Linked DNA regions of Mus musculus: region 1 is linked to region 2. Evidence: chromatin contacts called from public HiChIP or PLAC-seq data. All regions are on one chromosome and are shown on one strand. The core of a region is the stretch at or near the end of the contact, and the rest is flanking DNA. Distances in the headings are between cores, read along the strand shown.

Region 1 (3,023 bases), core at 455-2,954, 470 kb after region 2:
TCTCAGGGCGTGAATATAAAATCCCAACTCAGCTGCACAAGATGGAGCCTGTCAACATTCACCCTCGAGAAGAGCAGGGCTCAGAAGGCCCACCCTTCCAAGCACTTACAGGCAGGGATGTAATAGTAGGGGGAGGGCTCTGGAGGCGCCACTGTCCTCCATGAGTAGAGGCAGCTAATGACTCCTAGGAAAGGAGACATTTCCTCAATGCTAGGCCCACTGGTAAGTTACCCACACTCCTATAAACAACCCTAATTAAACTCACTGGTTTGCAAAACAAAACCACAGGAGGTAGAAGCATACTGGGAGCCGGATCCTGGGGAGTTGCAGCGGGACTAGAAAGGGCAAGTGGGGGTGGGTATGTTGCATATCATATGCAAACTATATGATATGCATATATGAGTATGTCACGATGTAGGTGATTATGTGTATGTGAATAAAACAGACATAAGTAATTTAAATATCTCCATTATTTAAACTAAATGCTTTAATTACAAAGTTTTCCTTGGGGCTGGAGGGAAGTTAAGAGCACTTTGGCTCTTGGAGAGGACTGACCGGCTACCAAAGGCCTCATTGGGCAGCTCACAACCACGTGGAACTCTAGCTCCAGGCAACCCAATGCCCTCCTTTGACCTCTGTGGCTTATCTGTGCACATCCACAAGATATATTCACAAAGGCACACGCACACAAATATTTTTTTAAGTGAAAGGGGAATATGGTTTCCTTTCCTCTAGTCTCAGTCAGCCCCAATTACTAGTGGCTACTTCCCAGCTTTCTTTTCAAATAGGGTTAAGCACAGCAAAGCACTGTGCTGTGCAGAGTTCCCCACTGTTCTCAGGCTAGACACACTGCAGTACAGGGAGCGCAGTGCAGCCCTCAGAGCCCACACAGCTCAGCCACAGCACTGCAGCACCTCACCACCAAACAAAACTCCCGCTCTCCTGTTCGTGGGGACAGAAACCACTGGTCCTCTTCCTAACCCTTCGGTGCCATTTACTTTGGAGGAGCCTGTGTGCTTCTTTCTAGTGGGCTGAGGCCTCTGGGAGAAACTGAAAGAATGAAAATTGAGAAGGAAGCCATTCACAGGGCTCAGTTCCAGGGATATCTGCTTCTCAACTAGCACTCACGAACTGGTGAAGGCTCACCACACTCTGAGCTAAGCACAGCACAGCCACAGGAGACTCTGAAAGAGGAGGTGACAGTGACTCCTGAATACCAAGAATTCCTCTCTCTTCACTGTGTAGGTTACCCAGAGCTCATACATCAGAAGATAAGTAACTATCCTTCCCCATGACCTCCCTCCACTGTATATTTCACTGTATATTTCAGTATAAGGCATTCACAGTTCCTGGAGTTGTCAAGTCTTTTCCCTAGAAACTGCTGGAGTGGTGGGTGGCCCACAAGTGCCTCTCTACTCTGAAGGTGTCTATGGAATGCAGCCAGAGCAAACAAAGCATACTGAGTAATTCCCTGTTTGGAACGGGAAAGGCACCTCACAACTTCAGGATGATATGAGAGCAAACTTCTCCACTGGTACCCCAACTCCACCTAAACCCCAGTCAGAAAAGAGGAGCTGGAGTTGGGGGGGGGGGCTTTTTTTTTTCAATGCCTCTTCTGCTGGCTGACTCCTCTACAGACTAATGTCTGACTCCTGTCCTCTGAAGCTGCAGTGACAGTGGCCTTATAACAACACACATGGCTACTGAGCTAGTCCTGTGGCTAGTCCAAAGAAAACCACTGTCAAAGCTGGAAATACACATCATATTGCAAAGACTCAGCACTGCACTTCACTCAGCAGATGGGAAAACACTATTCTAGATCTGAGGACTCATCAGTCACTTCCCCGGCTCCCTGTACTTTCTCCTTCACATGGTTCCTGGGCTTTTGCAAGTGCACACAGGGCAGCATCCATCACACCTCTGGAGGCAGCGGGGCTTTAGAACAGGGCATCAGAGGATATCGAAAGTGATGGTGCACGCCTTTAATCCCAGCACTCGGGAGGCAGAGGCAGGCAGATTTCTGAGTTCGAGGCCAGCCTGCGAAAAAAACAAACAGAAAGAAAGAAAGAAAGAAAGAAAGAAAGAAAGAAAGAAAAAAATTTACACTGCCTGGGTTCAAGCCTTGGCAGCACCATTTAATAGGCTGTAGCTTTGGACATATTAGTTAACATCCTCCCAAACTACACTTTTTAAATATTCTTTATAAAGAATTATTATGTCTGTGTATGGGGGAGGGGCAAACGAGTCACAGCATATGGGAGTGGAAGTCAGATAACTCTTTGGGGTCCCTTGGGCTCCAGGGATCTAACAGAGGTTGTCAAGCCTGGGTGACAAGCACTTTACCTGCTGTGAACCATCTCACTGGCCTAAACTTCCCTTTTGTCTTCTACACAATGTAAGTAATAGAGAAACACTACTGTCCTGCATGCAAGGAAACCTCACCCATTTACTACAGTTATGACCACCGCCACCCACCACCAGTACACATGAAAAAAAGGACAGAGCTAACAGGAGCTGGAAAGATGGAAGAAGGGTAGCAACCGTGGCAACTCCAGAGCTGACGCTCTGATTAGTGCCAAAGAGATACAGTGGAAAGGCCCATGTTGGCATATAAAGAACTAAAGAGACTGAAATCAGAGCCACAGACACAAGCTCTATGGAAAAGTCCTGTGTTCGATTTCGATTCACCATCCTCAGTGTTCCCACATAACTCAGAAAACATGACTACACAGGGGCAGAGGAACCAACTGCTGTCCACAGTTGTGTAGGGGCATTAGCTAGGGCTCTGGGCAACCTAGCGACTACACTTGAAGTCTTCTGAACTCCATTCCACCTATCAATGTTCACAGCTCCTACCATGCATACTGCCAAGGAATGGAAACGATCATGCCCCTACATAGGCACTGATTTCGCTGGCCCTAGCCCAGCCTCCTCACGTGTTCAACCCACAGTGGAAGCCAGGATGTGGTACTGCTGGGTTTCTAAGATGCCATCCACTGTCTCCTGTTACCACTGCAGGCATT
Region 2 (3,298 bases), core at 137-2,636:
AAAAGATTGTTTTGTAGAGTTTACTACATGCTCAGGGTACAGGGAATATAAAGATAAGAGGTATCTATCCAGTCTACAGTGTTAGTTTGAAAACTACTGGTTGGAGAAATAGACTGAGTTAATTTTCTGTCAAGTGTTAATGTCATATTAGATGAAAATACTCATATTGCTAAAATGTAGAAACTCTAGAGTCCAAGTTCTCAAGGTAGCATTGTTTTGCCCTCACACAGCTGCAGCATTGCCACATTGGTCCGTGTGATTGATGCTTTTCCTCTTAACTGTGAGAGCACATAGGCTTCTCTGTCACTGAGTGTGAACTCGAATGCTGCTCTCCTAGGAAGCTGTGGAAGCATACTCAGTGCGTATCTCCAGTTTGACCTTCTTTGTCTTCTATTCCTGCCCAACTTTGTCCCTCCTGTGGCTTCTCGTTGCATCTGTTGCAAGTTCTGACATCTTCCTCCCTCTGCAGAAATGCTACTGCTCTGAAACATGCTCATTGTGTCTCTGTTTCTGACATGCTGCATTGTTTTTCTTCATGTAATTTAGGCTGTTCTTTTTCTCTCAATAAAGTATTTGTTTATAGTATTTTTTAAATAAATAAAAATATACTACCTTCTAAGTATTTTTTCCCCTCAGCTCCTTGTCTCTTTTGAAACCAGCCTTCATTCAGAGATAGACAAATATTTAATATTAAATATTGATTTGTTTCTGTAGTTCTGACACGTTCTTCCTCTTGCTCATTTAGGATTCGGCCTCTGTTTAGATGCGTAGCTCTTCCTTCTCTCTATTCCTGCACTTATTGAGTATCTGCTCTGTGTTATTGACTCTTGGGTCCTGCATATTGAGCATAAATAAACAGTCTTCTTTGGGACTTTGTGCTTTTCTGCATGTTTTTATAAATTATTTTTGCTGTAATACCTGTGTGCTTGGTGCTACCCAGGAAAGGGTGTCTGATGTCACAGATGGTTGTTAGCTACCATATGGTTACTGGGACTTGAACCTAGGTCTTGAAGAGCTAGCTTCCTTTTAATTACATTTAATTACATTTGCATTTGTTTTAAAAAAGATTTAAACCATTTTCACACTTGAAAAATCAAAATTTTTATAAAATAATGACTAGTTTAACTATATACTTATCACATAACTGTGTTCTTTTGACCTGTGATATTTTTATTCTTGTTAAGAAACTGACAATACTTTTTAAAAGATGGAATGTCACCAGTAAAGATAAATTCATTATTAACTTCCATTGAAATAGGGTAGTCATATCCTTGAGTCAGAAAGACAGTTTGACTTCTTGACTTTTTATTTGTACTTCCTAGGATTGGGTGCTTGTGGCTCAGTTGACAGCTCATGGTGTGTAGGTGTGCGTTCATTTGTTCATTCTGTCAGATAAAAAGCCACATGGTCTTTACAGTGTTGTGATCCTAGAAAGTGATGCTGGGGATGTTATGGTCCCACATTGGAATTTTACGATATTGGAAAAGTCCTGCTTTGTGTTTGGAGGTCTGCTCCCGTGGTTGAGCAAGGAACTTCCTTTATCTTTCCTTCAGGAGCTTCTACTCAAACCATGTTAGTAGACCACCTTGTGTTTGTGTGTGAATGAAAATATTTATGAGCAGGCAGAAGCAGTTAAGTAGCCACTTCTGTGATGGAGAGGGGCTGCTTATTCTATCCTCAGACATTACTTTTCCCCCAGAAATTGCCTGTCACTAACCTCCAGCAACAGAATGACTAATTATGAGTTGGAGTGTTAACATTCTTCACTGTTTTGACGTTGTGTGCTTGGCAGGATGGAGTGCTTTTTTTTTTTTTTTTTAACTTTTTCAGGGTGTCTATATTTATCAAATACATTGTAGATGCCTTTATAATAGTAAATATGTGATTTGTAACTCTAACCTTACAATTTTCATCAATAAAGCACAGCTGCTTAGGTACAAATCAGAATGGATTAAGCAGTTTGTTGTACCTTGTGGCTCCCTAGAGTAATTTCAACAATGAAGATTTACCAGGAGCCTATAGTGCCATGCCAGACTTTTGCAAGTGCAGTTCTGTGGCTAGTAAATATTTATCTTTAGTAGCCAAATGTGAAGCAGGGTTCACAAATTTCGGATGGCTGGTAGATGTTGTTATCTCAGCAGCGAAGGGGTGGTCCGAGATCTAGGATGTCATTGATCTCCAGTTGGTCCCCTGGTTCCGCTTATCAGTGGTGATAGACAGCTGTCGGATCAGTGGAGAGCCAGTGGGAGATGATGTCCTCACAAGGATGGAGATGCCTTGTGAGGCGGTTAGTTCTGTGGGTGCAGCATGTAGCTGTTGACTCTAGTCAGCCCCCCCCCCCCCCCCCCGTGTGTGTGTCTGTCTGTCTGTCTCTCCATCTCTGTCTCCCCACCCCCACCCCCTGACTGCTTTGCCTGCGTGTATGTATATGCGCCATGCCTGGCGACTATGAAAGTCAGAAGAGGGTGCCAGAATCTTCTGGAACTAGAGTTAGAAATGGTTGTAAGCTACTGTGTGAGTAGTGGGGGCCAAACTCTTAAACCATAGAGTCATCTCTGCAGCCCCTCTAGTCAGATTTTATCAATAGTCCCCAACCTCTTGAGGTGACCTGAGTAGAAATACAGTAACCTCTGTTGTATATGGAGGGAACTGTACCTTGTTTGACAGTCTCTCTCTGACTGTAATAATGTAGGGACAGGTATTTTAGGAGAGCATCCTGTTTTCAGCCAGTAAGTCTTCAGCCTGCTCTGCCCTTAGCAGCCCATGCTGTTTGTTTTTTATAATTATGTAATTTGATTTTCCTTTTCTTTTTCCCCTCCCCTTCTCACTCTCCCCTCTTTCTTTCTTTTGAGGAAAAGAGAGAGATCTCTATTGGCTACACTTGTCTCAAGTTCCTTGGCTTAGGCCTGTCTCCTGTTCAGACCGTATAGGCCCTGGATTTCTTATGCACACCATATTGGGTTTGTATTAATGAAAGGTTCTAGAAGAAAAATAAGATTATGGGGCTGGTGAGATTGCTCAACGGATAGGAGCACTTGACCGCTCTTCCAAAGGTCCTGAGTTCAAATCCCAGCAACCACATGGTGGCTCACAACCACCCATAATGAGATCTGATGCCCTTTTCTGGCACATCTGAAGACAGCTGCAGTGTACTTATGTATAATAATAAATAAATCTTAGAAAAAAAAAGAAAAATAAGATTATATTTTGGAAAATGTCTTTAGTAGTGCTCAGCGATAATTGTTAGTCACATTTTTCTATGCTGTAACAGCGAGGGAATTAAATGATTAAGGAATCC

Evidence for each region. HiChIP or PLAC-seq counts read pairs in DNA pulled down with a chosen protein or histone mark.
Region 1: a contact with region 2 is called in a FOXA1 HiChIP or PLAC-seq map of pancreatic cancer cells. The contact joins two enhancer-like sites. A contact is called at or near these places in 1 of 115 datasets of contacts at active chromatin or transcription factors (pancreatic cancer cells) and 1 of 9 other capture datasets (embryonic stem cells).

What each region holds. Positions count from the first base shown.
Region 1 is chr17:30,549,502-30,552,524 of GRCm38.p6, forward strand. The region is part of intron 1 of Btbd9 (BTB (POZ) domain containing 9); the gene reads right to left. Among named protein-coding and RNA genes, the nearest start is that of Btbd9, 25 kb to the right of the region's middle. RefSeq lists an enhancer at 1-3,023. Within about 2 kb of position 1,705, at least 61 of the 459 cell types and tissues checked have an H3K27ac peak or open chromatin away from gene starts, as enhancers often do. A contact at or near this core is called in pancreatic cancer cells, where this site is marked.
Region 2 is chr17:30,084,720-30,088,017 of GRCm38.p6, forward strand. The region is part of intron 2 of Zfand3 (zinc finger, AN1-type domain 3); the gene reads left to right. Among named protein-coding and RNA genes, the nearest start is that of Zfand3, 81 kb to the left of the region's middle. Within about 2 kb of position 1,387, at least 12 of the 459 cell types and tissues checked have an H3K27ac peak or open chromatin away from gene starts, as enhancers often do. A contact at or near this core is called in pancreatic cancer cells, where this site is marked.